Linked DNA regions of Sus scrofa: region 1 is linked to region 2. A link is a contact called in public HiChIP or PLAC-seq data. All regions are on one chromosome and are shown on one strand. Each heading gives the region's core, a stretch centred on a gene start, on an enhancer-like site or on the middle of the called end of the contact. The rest is flanking DNA. Distances are from core to core; before and after follow the strand shown.

Region 1 (7,163 bases), core at 517-3,016, 92 kb before region 2:
ATCCCTGGCCTTGCTCTGTAGGTTAAGGATCTGGCATTGCCGTGAGCTGTGGTGTAGGTCACAGACGCGGTTTGGATCATGCGTTGCTGTGGCTCTGGTGTAGGCTGGTGGCTACAGCTCTGATTCGACCCCTAGCCCGGGAAGCTCCATATGCTGTGAGAGCAGCCCTAGAAAAGGCAAAAAGACAAGAAAAAAGAAAAAAAAGTTATGTAAATTTCTATCAGTAGGAGGTTAGATAAGTAATATATGTCTATGCATATGGAAAGAAAGGGAGACACTATCTAGCAGGTGAAGTGCATGAACTTAGATACATGTTGCAAGAAAGATAAACCTTAAAAACAAAACTTTGAAAAAGCAAGTTGCAAAAGGATACATATAGTATGATATGTAAAAGTTTGAAGAACATAAAGTAATGATAGGCTTTGAAGATTCATGTAATAGTCTCAGATAATTTTAAAATCTGGTTGGGATGATTCAAAACAATTTAAAGACAGTTCTCTGGGGAAGCAGGGAAGAAATGGCATGGAAAGGTATTCAATAATGTGCAACATTTCATTTCTTATTATCTCAGTGTAAACGTGTCAAAACTGAGCAGTGTTCCTGGATGTCCCTGTTATTTGTTGTATTTCTTTTGTATGTTTGAAACATTTTTAAAAATAGAGACAATAGTACCTGCTCTGTCTTCTTTTGTAAACATCGAAGGATATTTTCCAAATGTTCTGTAAACAGCAAAACTCTATGCAAATATGAGTGGGTGTCCCCTCCACGGTCCTGATGGTGAATGTCTTCTGTGTGGCAGAGCCTGGGGCAGAGGTGGGGAGCCAGGCCCCTGCGCTTCCTACAAGGTCAAGGTCAAGAGCATCTCCAGGAGGGATGCTGGCTCCAGCTCAAGTTGCCTGTGGAAATGGGTAGCATCAGAATTATTGAGAGCCCGAATCAAGGGCTTGGCCAGGGCACCCAGAGGAGGGAAAGTGTACCAGGAAGGTGAAAACCAAGGCTCCAGGTTCTAACCAAAGCCAGAAGGGAAATGGCTTGAACAAATTCTGCAGAGGAAGGCTGAGGTCCACAGCGGGTTTTCAGGTGGCTTCTTAACTCAGCTTTTTGTGAAGAATGGAACAAACGGGACTAGAGCTGTCATTACGTCTGTTAGACGTGGTACCTCGCAATTCTGTAGACTGGATGTTCCTTGTTCAGGCTGCTGTTTTGATGATGCTTCCTGCGTTTGAGACTCAGGCTGCATTTCTCTTATGTTGTTTGTGTTTGGCCTTGTATTGTGGATTGAAATGGTTGTATTCACATGAGCGAAGTATGTCAAAGAGACTAAAGACTGAATTCTAGCTCTACTGCTTACTAGATGTGTGCTCTTGGGAAAATTGTTTCACTTCTCTGAGGCTGCATTTTTTTCATCGGTAAGATGGGGCTCATGAGGGGGCCTCCTCTACAGGGATGATAAGGGATCACTTAGCAGCATGGTGCCTGACATACGAAACCCTTCATGAGATTGACCATTTTTTGTAAATAGTGATAATATCATGGTTCTGTGATTACTGCCAGGCATCCAAAAACAATGTATTTCACCAGGTATAGACCGCTGTCTTATTCCAGAGTCATGTCAGGAGAGATAATACTAATTATCCAATTAATAAAAGGCAATTAATCCTTTCTGGGACCAGTCCCTTTGCTAACACAGGGTTTCCAGGCAGCAGGGCCTATGTCCTCTGCTGACTGTCACAACAGATTCTGCAGCCTTGTCAAACCAGTCTGATCAGGACGCAGGGCTTCTAATCATTCCTTTAGTTCCCTCTTTAGCCAAGTCTGTACACTGAGGTAACCAAGGAAGTTGGTTCTAATATTTGGTTTAAGAAAGAGAGAGAGCGAGAATTAAGAGAAAATGTATTCAGGAACTAGATATGATAGTTGCACAATATTATGAATGTATCAAATGTCACTAATGACAAATTTCTGTGTATTCTATCACAAGAGAGAAAGATGCAAGGATAACTTCCAAGATTCATAGACTAATCCATCAGGTGCAAAATTGGACTACAGTTTCAGTAAAGAACTGAGACAGTAAGTAGTCACTTTAGAACTGACAGAGATGCATAAAAGATGTACATGTAGGAGTCCCATCGTGGTTCAGTGGAAACAAATCTGACTATCACCCATGAGGACTCAGGTTTGATCCCTGGCCTCACTCAGTGGCTTAAGGATCCAGTGTTGCTGTGAATTGTGGTGTAGGTCGAAGACGCAGCTCAGATCTGGCATTGCTGTGACTGTGGTGCAGACCGACAACTACAGTTCTAATTCAGCCCCTGACCTGGGAACTTCCATATGCCGCAGGTGTGGCCCTAAAAAGACCCCAAAAGAGATGTAAATATATCATGCACAACAGATAAAAGTATTCTGTGTCAGACAAGAATACTTTTGACCTCTAGTTTGTCTTGGTGAATGGAAATTCAGATCTGTCCAGCCTCTAAGAATCAACCGCATACCATTTGAATTCACCTTCATGGGAATAAGCAAAATGTGACAGGTTCCAATGGTGCCACTCTCTTGGTGTGGCAGTGTCAGCGTGGTTCTTCCTCGCTCAAAGTTGTCTGGCATAGGATTTACATTGCCTAAGAATGACATAAAACTCACCAGCTGTTCTTTTCTTTTCTTGAAATTAAAGTCAGGCATTAGTTATTTTTGGCTTCACATATTTAAATAAGAAATAAGAGTGTGTTGATTAGAAGACTTCTGATATAGAGGGGACTTTGAAAAACTTATGGTTACCAAAGGAGACGGATTGGGGGATGGATGGATGGGCTGGGGCTCTGGGATGGAAATGCTATAAAAATTGGGTTGTGATGATCTTTGTACAACTTTGTACAACTTGTACAACTATGAAATTCATTGAGTTAAAAAAATGATGGTTTCTGATACAGAAGGTCTTTTGCTGTATGTTAAAGGGGTTCTTTTTTTTTTCTTTAGGGCCCTCTAGTGGCATACGGAGGTTCCTAGGCTAGGGGTCCAGTCAGAGCTATAGCTGCCAGCCTACGCCAGAGCCACCTCAATACTAGATCTGAGCCGCATCTTGACCTATACCACAGCTCATGGCAATGCCAGATCCTTAATCCACTGAGTGAGGCCAGGGATTGAACCCACAACCTCATGGTTTCTAGTGGGATTCGTTTCCGCTGTTCCCATGATGGGAACTCCTTAAAGGAGTTCTAATCCAAGGGAAGATTGGAAGCTCACTTGTGACCTTCAAGATCCCAGCACAGTTGGGAGCCTCTCCATGGGGCAGAGGTTCCAAGTGCACCTCAGTGTATACAACAGGCACTCACGGTGTGTTTATGCTCTGCCCAGCACTTTGCTAAACTCATCACAGTTAATTGTCACAATCCTATGAAAGCAGGTCCTATTAGTATCCTCATTTTATTGATGATGAAGCTGTAGCCTGGAAATATAACTTTCCCAAAAATACATGGCTAATAGACTCAGGGTTGAAGAACTCCAAATCTCAAGCTATTTAACCACTAGCTCTATGACTTCTCTGTTCCACTCGGGTAGAAAACTGAGTTTCGCCATTTTTTTCTCCACCTCTTGCTGTACTTTGCTCTAAGCTGACTTCGTTGTCAAGCAGGCTTTTTCCACAAGGCAGCAAAGATGGCCCCAGCAGCTCTGGGTTTGCATGATTCTTGGCATCTGCACTTTCCCAAAGGAGACTAGGTGTGATAATTGTCCTAGGGAGGGCTCTGGGGCAGGTTCCCTACAAAATACTTACCAGCAGTTCTTCCCTTTCCTATGAGAGCTCCCACTCCTCCAGCAAGAGGTAGAGTCCATCTCCTTTCCTCTTGAATCTGAGATGATTTTCTTTGATCAACACAATGCAACAAAAGTAACATTCCAGAACTTCAGAGTCCAGGCCTTTAAAGTACCAGCACCCTCTGTTTTCACTCTCATGCCATGAAGGACCCCAGGCTAATCTCATGGAGAAAGGCCGCACGGGGAGGCCCTGTAGGATCGAATACCATGTGGAAGGAGGCCTGTGGAGGAAGATCAAGGCCCCACAGTTGAAGGTCATCAATCATCATGGCCCCAGACCTTCCAGCTTAGCCTGGATGCCAGCTAAACCCAGCTGCATGTATAAAACCAGCCAACACCACCTGGGGCAGAAGAATGCCCAGTCAACCCACAGAATCATGAGGAAAAAGGAATCATTGTTGTTTTTAGTTGCCAAGTTTGGGGATGAATGGTTACGCAGTCTTTGGCTTGGCATAGGTAACATCATGTGTCCGGGAGCCCCTAGGCCTCCGACTGGAAATACCTGCTTTTCTTGTGTCCTCCCTTGACATCTCAGTGGCTGTTCAGAAAAATGGTAGGCAAGTGGGGGAGAAAAGCTATGTTCACCTGCTTTGGGGGGGTTTGTATTAATGTAATTTTCAGAAAGAGCAAGAACTTTGGGGCAAGAATACTTGGATTTGAATACTCAGCTTTGTCTCTTTCCAGTGAGTCACCATGAACAAGACACATTGCCTTTCTGTGTCTTTCTAAAAACTAGAAGTAATTTTTTTTGGCCATTTCTTTATTACTCAATGAATTTATCACATCTGTAGTTGTATAATGATCATAACATTCCAATTTCACAGGATTTCCCTTCCACAACCAAGCACATCCCCCCACCCCTCAAACTGCCTCCTTTGGAGACCATAAGTTTTTCAATGTCTGTGAGTCAGCATCTCTTTGTAAAGAAGTTCAGTCTGTCCTTTTTTCAGATTCCACATGTCAGTGAAAGCATTTGATGTTGGTGTCTCATTGTATGGCTGACTTCACTTAGCATGATAATTTCTAGGTCCATCCATGTTGCTAAAAATGCCAGTATTTCATTCATTTTAATGGCCGAGTAATATTCCACTGTGTATATATGTACCACATCTTCTTGATCCATCCTCTGTTGATGGACATTTAGGTTGTTTCCATGTCTTGGCTATTGAAAATAAAAAAACTAGAAATAATTTTGATTTTTACATATAAGGTTCTTTTGTGGAGATGAAGTGAGAGATATTCCACAAATATTTACTGAGACTTGACACTACCCATTACACTGTTGGCTCTTCGAGAACAATCTCTTGGTACTATCACTTTTTCTAAAGTTCCAAAATTATTTACTGAGTGAATGAATGGTGACAGATCCTGGTGACACAAAGACAGAATTGATGTCTGAAAAGCTCAAAGGTACGGAATGTGTATGAAACTACAAAGTGGTATACGATTTTTATTTTTATCATTTTACTTTTAAATACAGTGATTCACTGACTCGCTAATTAGATTTGCTAACTCTTCCCACCTCATTCCCAAAAGGATTTGCAGAAGCTTTAAAAAAGCATCAAATATAAAAGGATAAACTATAGATGAGAAAACTAGGGTAAAGGGAAAATAAAGGTCAGAACAATGATTTGTTAATCTGTAACTTCATTGCAACATACTTTGGCTTTTTAAAGCTGATATCTTCACTTAAGGTAATTAAGATGCCAAGATTTCTAGAAGCAATAAAATCTGTTAAATTAGCCACCTGTAGTTTAGCCATAGGTAGGTCCACTGAGATTTCACTATATGTAACAATTGGTAAGAAAAGTCCTGAAAACCTCCTCTCCTCCAGTTGGCCAGTTCAGTCTAGGAATGCAGCCATTGTGTATATAGTGATCAGGTGATAAGCAGTGGAGACTAGCAGGTAAAAACTGGAAAGCAGCTAGTAGCTAAAATAGGCTTCTATCTGGAGTTCCCATTGTGGCTCTGTGGTTAAAAAATCTGACTAGAAACCATGAGGTTGCAGGTTCGATCCCTGACCTTGCTCAGTGGGTTGATGATCCGGCGTTGCCGTGAGCTGCGGTATAGTTGCAGACGAGGCTCGGATCTGGCGGTGCTGTGACTCTGGCGTAGGCCAGCAGCTGTAGCTCCGAATTGACCCCTAGCCTGGGAACCTCCATATGCCACAGGAGTGGCCCTAGAAAAAGGCAAATAAATAAATAAATAATAAAATAAAATAAAATAGGCTTCTATCTCTTACTAGGTATATGACCTAGAGCAGGTCGTCTTTTAAGCCTCGGTTTCCTTATCAGTAAAATGGGTGAGTAATAGTACTGGCAACATAGGGTTGTTTGTGAGAATTAAATGAGATAATCCACATGGCACATGGTACATTTTCACGGGTGTTGGCTGTTATCACCATTGTAGCAAAGAGAAGATGGCCTGTGGGAGGGAGAAGGGTCTCTGGATCTTGGGCAGGTGTAATTTTATTGTAAATCTGAGTGAGCAGGTATTAATTGGGACACTTTGCTGGCAAGTGGAGTGTGCTCTCGTATTTCATCTGTCAGAACACGTGATCACCACCCTAGTCTTCCTGGGGTATCCTTCTGCCTTGGGAGATTAAAAGCATTATGGAGGAGGGCAAAGAGGAAATCCAGCTTCTGGCACTCAAAAATTGGATTTTTGCTTCTTTTTGGATGCTTTGCCCTCAACTAAAGTATCTCACCAATGAGGAGTTATGTCTTAGGTATAGTCATCAGGTATAAATGACAGGTCTTCCACCTCAGATGTGGTTAACTGAGAGTGAGCAGCAGAAATGAGCGCTCATCTAAGGAGACTAAAAGCTCTTTAAAATGATGTTTATCCATACTGATTATGTTCATATGTTTTAACTTTTTTTAGTTTTTATTTTTTTGGTCTTTTTGTCTTTTTAGGGCCACACCTCTGCATATGGAGGTTCCCAGGCTAGGGATTGAATTAGAACTATAGCTGCCAACCTATACCACAGCCACAGCAACTCAGGATCCAAGCCCCATCTGCAACCCACACCACAGCTCACAGCAACTCCAGATCCTTAACCCACTGAGCAAGGCCAGGGATTGAACCCATGTCCTCATGGATCCTAGTCAGGTTCGCTAACCACTGTGCCACAAGAGGAACTCCTCATATGTTTTAACTTTAAAAGCAATTTTAGAAATCAATATTGAAGTATAATTTGATTCTTTACTTGCAAATTCCTAATTGTAACACCTTTGAGTCCTCCTTTTTAGAAAAGAAAGCTTTTAAGAAGCAAGCAGTGTAGGTGTACTATTATGGTTCAGTGGTTAACGAACCCGACTAGTATCCACGAGGACATGGATTCGATTCCTGGC
Region 2 (6,699 bases), core at 801-3,300:
GCAGTGTTGAGAACAAAATAGACGGGCTAAGAAATGGCTTTTGCAGTAGCCCATGTAAAATTATTACAACGTACAGTGGAGGGTGGTAGTGAATGGATTCTTTGTATTTACTATATGTAAGTGGCTACTGCTCAGTATTGTTGCAGACAATACTATCATTCTTCCCTAGGTGATCTTACCCAATCCCACGACTTTGACTCCAGCCAGCATTTTAGTTGCTTATAAATATCTCTTAAGTCCTAAACTTCCTGAAACAGATTATACTCAGCATCTTGATTGGTATGGCATAAGCATTCCAACTCCATCTCTCAAGGAACCTACATCCAGTTGCTCAGGACAAATACTTTGGATATCATCTTTTGATTTTCTCTCATACCCTGTATCTGTAGTCCTTAATTAGGCAAATCTACATGGTTCTATCTTGAAAATATATTCTGAGTCAGCTAGCACTTGTGACCACCACTGCTATCAGAACAGGTTAACTACAGTAGCTTATAATGGTTTTCTTTCTGCTTGTGCTCTCCTGTAGTGTGTGTATGTATGTATAATACATACTTTGCACAGCAGCCAGAGCTTTTTTTTTTTTCTTTCCCTTTTTAGGGCTGCATCTCTGGAACATAGAGGTTCCCAGGGCAGGGATCATAGTGGAGCTGCCGCTGCTGGCCTACACCACAGCCACAGCAATGCCATATCTCCAACCCACTGAGCGAGGCCAGGGATGGAACCTGCGTCCTCATGGATAATAGTTGGGTTCCTTACCGCTGAGCCATGATGGGAACTCCAGCCAGAGCCTTTTAAGAGGGCAAATCAGATTTTGTCACTTTCCTATTACTCAAACTCCAGTGGTTTACTGTCACACCTAGAGTTAAATTCCAGATCTGACACCCACATGCCCTTTGTTATCTGGCCTAACTTCCCAGTTTTTCCTTTGGTTGCTGTACTCTGGCTATGTTGGCTGCTTTGTGGAGACTTCCCATCGCCAAGTCACTAAGTGTTCAACCTAACGAGTGGGAAGACTTCCCTGAAAGGTTCTTAAGATTCGTTCTTTTAAATTCAGGTCTTTGCACCAGTGTCACCACCTGAATTCTTCCATTTCCCCTCTAAAGAAGCACCCTAGTTTTCCTTGCTGGATGGCTTTTTGTCTTAAAACTTACCGAGATTAAGTTTCACGAAGGGCAGGAATGTTTTGGTCACTTTATCCCTTGTCTCTGACATACTGACATTTCTTTGACATTAAATCAAAAGTTTAATGGTGGGTGTTGGACTAAAATGGTGGTGCTGCTTAGATTTGGAGGTACAGAATTAACGATTTGAGGAGGGAGTTTCAGGAGGGAAGAGGAATGAGTTCAGCTTCATTCTGATTGAGGCATCCAAGAAATGTCAAGCAAACAGTTGGATTCGTTTAAGTTCAGCGATGTGGTTCAAAAACACTAACTGTATAGGTGGCCCTTTAAATCAGCTGCTTGAGCAAATTCGTCGGGGAGGAGGGAGAGGAGGGGAGGTAACTGAAGAACAGAGCTCCAGAGCCGGCTTTCAGAACAGCGGCAGCATTTGACAGCCCAGTAATAGACCTAAGGGGATCTACAAAGTAGAGCAGCCGAATAGGAGAGTAGAAAAACCTATGGAATCCCAGGCAGATCTATGAGGTCATTACCGAGTATGAGGAGGGTCAAGTAAGATGAATGAGATAGGTGTGGAGATCGAGTTTCCTCATCTAGTTACGTTAAAATGGAAAGCTAATTTAAATAACTGACAAAATTACGCACCGATCCAGGAGCGTTTCGCATGAACCACGCTACCTACTGCTGAAAACCCTGGACCACATACCGTGTGCTGCCCCAGACCTATCTGGGCACCTGAGCTCGGCCCAGAGCAGTGACAGACCTGGGCGTGCGGGCGTGTCTGTGCTTATTCTGTCCTACGTAACCAGGGTATCTGACAATGACAAAATACCCCGGCAACACAGCTCTCGCGGGTAGAGACTAATCCGCACAGCCGCAGTTGCTGCAACCCCGCCTCCTGGGTTTCTGACGTCATCACTCAGAGACAGGGTTGCAAGAGGTCCCCTCGCTCGCTGTGGCCGCGCCGTCAATGCGCTGGCGCACGCACCGCCTACCATCGCCTGAGTTGTACCAGTCGGCCGTCAGGCATACGCTGGGGACGGCCGGCTGCTCCTGGTACCGCAGAAGGGGTTCCCACGTGCTTCCGCCTCACTGCTTGTTGGAGTTGGCTGAGGTCGGGGCGCAGGTATCCATCACGGGATGGCGGGGGTCGGTTTCGGGATTGGTGTCCGTGTCCTTCCTGGGCCCGGAGGAGATCGGCTCCAGGATGAACGCTCTGCATCCGTGCTGATACCGGAGCCCGCCGACTGCCTCCCAACCTGGACTCTCCTAGATGAGAGGATCCTCTTCCTCAGTAGGCGGTCACCCTCGGGAATGCTTCTCGAGCGCGTTCACAGGTTGCGTGGCTGATCTCCACCCTCTAGGGACTGTAGCTGAGGTGGGCGGGGGGATGTCGGGGTGAGTGAGTGGGTGACAGCCTTTTGCTTTCCACAGAGCTTGCCCACATTTCCCGATTGCAGCACTGGGCATTGAACTGAGGCAGTTTGATTCTAGATCCTCCTACACCCTTAGCTACTTCGCAATGCTTATTCTTTATATTCTTTATTCAGGACTTGGTTTTGTTTGCCAGTGCACCTAGAATGGTGCCTGGGACATAGACACCGTGTATATGTGTTAGACTAATAGATGAATGAGTGAAAAACAAGTCATCTTCCCCCTCATCCGTTAAGGCTTCCTTGTCCTAGCCCACAGTAATCTAGACTTTCATCAGACCACTGTCTGTAGCTGTTATTTTTACATCTAATTTTGTCTATCTTTAGACAGATTATCCCGCATTTCTTTCTCTTAAGTATTTTCTCCAAGGAAAATGAAAGCTCTTTGAAATCAGGTTCTACTTCTGGGGTTGCCGCTGTAACTAAATCGAGAAGCAATAAGTAGTTGTTGACCGGGGATCTTTGTGTGGCCAGCAACACAACTGATAAGCCAAATCAGATTGGTAAGCTGGAAAGAGTTCAGGTTCTGAAATCAAGGGTACCTGAATAAATCCTGCCTCTGTCACTTTTCCTTGAGTTACTTGAGATTTTATACTTGGTCCTTTCTTTGTAAAATAGGAGTATTGGTTGTGACATAGTGTTTTACAGTAGACAGAACAGCTAAAATCCATAGGTTAGAAGCCCAATTAAGGGAGGATTAAGGTTCAGTTAGTGAGCTTTATTCATGAAATGCAGCAAGCACTGAGGTTTCTAAACATGTCATTATTACTTTTACATTGTAGAGACAATTGAGATTTCAAATGTTTCTCTGATGTATTTATTATGATAATAACATACTGTTTTATCATATGTAATCAAAGTAATTTTTGAAATCTTATCTGTACAGGCTTCAGTCTAGTTTTCCCTCCCTTGAGGAAACAATTGGACATACTCCATCATAGTAATCTATAATATTCAGGGATTTCTTTTCCCTGACTTTGTTAATAATACATGTGAATTTAAAAAACCCCAGAACTCAAAAAAACCCAAACCAAACCAAACCAAAATAAGACTCACTTGTGATCTCACCATCTGTAAATAACTATTTTACAGTTTGGTGGTTTTTTTCCCAGTCTTTTTTTTTTTATTTCCTCTGTGTTTTATGTACATGCATATCCTGCCATGTTATCCTCTAATAAAAGCGTCTATATCCATATCCTTAGATCATTTTTGAAAAAGATTTTGAACAAATAATTTTGGACACTTACCTTATTTTCTCATATGTTCCCATAGATTTCTCATGTATTTTAATCATTTTAATTTTTTTTGGATATTGTTTCTGATTTTTAAAAAACTCCTCCAAACGGGTGGAAATTACAGCTTCCCTGTTGACTTCCCATGCCGAGGGAACATTTTCTTTGCCTTCCAAACTTAGTTTCCCAATTTAAAAAATGAGGCCGATGTATTCCCTAGGGATCTATTTGAGGGTTAAATAAGATAATACTTATAAGTGTGCCGTGTAGGCCCTAGCCCCACAAGAGGCAGCCAGCTGATGTTCCTTATCCACAACCTGGATGCAAAATGTTCATGCCACGTTGTGTTTCCATTCTTTCTGCTATAGTGACAGTTTTTCACCATGCATCGGAAGAAAGTGGATAACCGGATCCGGATTCTCATTGAGAATGGGGTAGCTGAGCGGCAAAGGTCTCTCTTTGTTGTGGTTGGAGATCGAGGAAAGGATCAGGTAAGACCTGGCAAACGCTTCCTGACTTACTCTGTGTCCTGTCCCAAAGAGTCAGCATGTTACAGACCCTCCGGGGTTTCACAAATAATGATATTAGGGTCCCTTTGACTGGTTTTCTTTAAGTGAAATGCCTAGTGGGAACATTCCTTTCTATCTTGGAAGTGATAAATACTCTATATTTGGAATTATTAACAGAGAGGTTAACAGCTTTTGATACCTGGGCTGGTGGACTGAGTGTAAGGGTTAGTGTCTGTGACCTTCCTTCTAGTCTCAACCTGTGCTCTTGGCCTGACTCTCAGTTTATTTTCCACGCCTGTCAAATGAAGTCTTGGGTCTGGCAGTCCTGAAGGTCCGTTTTGGCCCTGAGATTCTGTGGCTTTTTTCTTTGGCAGGTGGTCATACTCCATCACATGCTGTCCAAAGCAACTGTGAGGGCGCGGCCTTCAGTGCTGTGGTGTTATAAGAAGGAGCTGGGGTTTAGCAGGTAAGCTTGGCCCTTTGCGTGTCCAGTACCACATCCCATTCCTGCTCGGGAGTTAAATGCTAGGAAACCATTCCTCGACATGGATTGTCAGGGGTCGTCAGTGAAGGTGCTATCTGTGGACCCTTCCAGTAGAGAAAATAATAGAGCTGATGTCCTTTCTTCATTCCTGACAATAAATTTCAAATCCTTTTCATGCTCTTTAAGTTCCCGGCCCAATTCCTTGCTCCCTGCATGTGATTTTTCTTCTTAGTTTTCTCAACTGATCAGGCCCTTTTCATGCAAGTTCCTTCAATTGCTCTTGGAAGTCACTGGCCACCTGATGTCTGATGCAACAGTTTTTCTTCCTCTTTCTCCTTCTTTTCAGAGCTCATCCTTTACTAGTCCACTACTGTTTTGTTTTGTTTCTTTTGTTTTTTTTTTAAGGCCTGTACCCATGGGAGTTCCCAGGCTAGGGGTCACATCAGAGCTATAGCCACAGAATAGCTATATGCCACAGCCACAGCAATGCCAGATCCAAGCTGCATCTTTGACCTACACCACAGCTCATGGCAATGCTAGATCCTTAACCCACTGAGCGAGCCCAGGGATCAAACCGGAATCCTCATGGATACTAGTCAGGTTCATTACCACCGAGCTACAATGGAAACTCCATCACTACTGTTTTTGACCATTGGCTCGTCTTATTTTTTGAAGCTATGGAACTTACGACTTCTTACAGTAAACAGCTGACCTCCAACACAAACACACTTAGGCACAAAGGGAATGTATTAAAGTACAGTTGACCCTTGAACAATGTGGGTTTGAACTGAAAGGGTCCACTAAACACCTGGATGTTTTTCAGTAGTAAATACTCTAGTATTTAATCCTGTGGGATTCTGTCCTTGGGCCTCTTCTCCCTCTTTTGTCCCCAGATGCTTTGTCTCTGGGGTGGAGCCTGAGATCGTGTCTCAGCTCTGGCTGCTCTCTGCTGTGGTGAAACCCCCTGCCCTCGCCCTCTCCGTCCTCACCCACTGAGATGCTTCCCACTTTTCAGGGCTTTCCTCCTTCAGGAAGCTTTTCCTAAGTCCCTCAGTCATAGCACATGACCCCTCTGCCCTCTTCAGCTCCTGTCTTCTCTTATAGTGCTTGTCACCTTACCTTCTCCCTCTGGACAGAGTCTCTTGACCATTGGCCTTTTTTTGGTCTTTTCAGGGCCGCACCTACAGCAAAGGGAAGTTCCCAGGCTAGGGGCTGAATCCAAGCTACAGCTGCCGGCCTACACCTCAGCCATAGTAATGCCACATCTGAACCGCATCTTTGACATGTCAAAGCTTGTGGCGATGCTGGTTCCTTAACCCACTGAGTGAGGCCAGGGATCGAACCTGCATTTTCACAGACACTATGTTGGGTCTTTAACCCGCTGAGCCACAGTGGGATCTCCAACCACTGGCCTTTTTTTGACTTCCATTTAGTGAAGAGGCCTCTCCTACTTATCGTTATATTTTCCTATTTTCAAATAATCTGACGTGTTTGTAGCTCAGTTAATATCTGTTGACTTGAATGTGGTATTAACAGGCTCTAAAGTTATTTTAATTTTATTTAAGTACCAAAGGCTAAATTTGATTAGTTCCTATCCTTTGGTCTTAAAGAGACTTGATTCTGCCTAAAAGAAACTAAATTTTTTGGTAAATAGTTTTGCCTTCTTAAAGAAATTATAAAAGCTTTATTATAAGAAATATGAAAAATACGGAAAAATCACAAAGGTGAAAGTAAAAAGCACACTTATGCTTTGTAACCATTTAATGATATGTCGCTATTATGTGGCTTTAAACCATAATTGGCATATTCTTTCATAGTTGGGCAGGTAGGCATTTTAAATACAGAGTGAAAATAAGGCCTGTTGCACATCAGCAGAATTGTAAGTTTCTGGGGCTTCTGATTCCCACTGCTGTTCAGTTT

What was found. HiChIP or PLAC-seq counts read pairs in DNA pulled down with a chosen protein or histone mark.
Region 1: an H3K27ac HiChIP or PLAC-seq map of alveolar macrophages shows a contact between it and region 2, with 8 times the contacts expected there. The contact joins the enhancer-like site here to the promoter of NAT10 in region 2. A contact is called at or near these places in 1 of 5 promoter capture datasets (liver), 30 of 47 Hi-C or Micro-C datasets (adipose tissue, alveolar macrophages, blood and 14 more) and 2 of 2 datasets of contacts at active chromatin or transcription factors (alveolar macrophages and skeletal muscle).

Annotation. Positions count from the first base shown.
Region 1 is chr2:26,913,849-26,921,011 of Sscrofa11.1, reverse strand. No RefSeq gene overlaps it. Among named protein-coding and RNA genes, the nearest start is that of CAPRIN1, 42 kb to the right of the region's middle. Within about 2 kb of position 1,766, at least 1 of the 83 cell types and tissues checked has an H3K27ac peak or open chromatin away from gene starts, as enhancers often do. A contact at or near this core is called in alveolar macrophages, where this site is marked.
Region 2 is chr2:26,822,411-26,829,109 of Sscrofa11.1, reverse strand. It overlaps NAT10 (RNA cytidine acetyltransferase), which reads left to right and starts at 2,050. Exons shown (of 29, transcript XM_003122875.5): 1 at 2,050-2,247; 2 at 4,155-4,277; 3 at 4,670-4,761. The coding sequence starts at 4,170.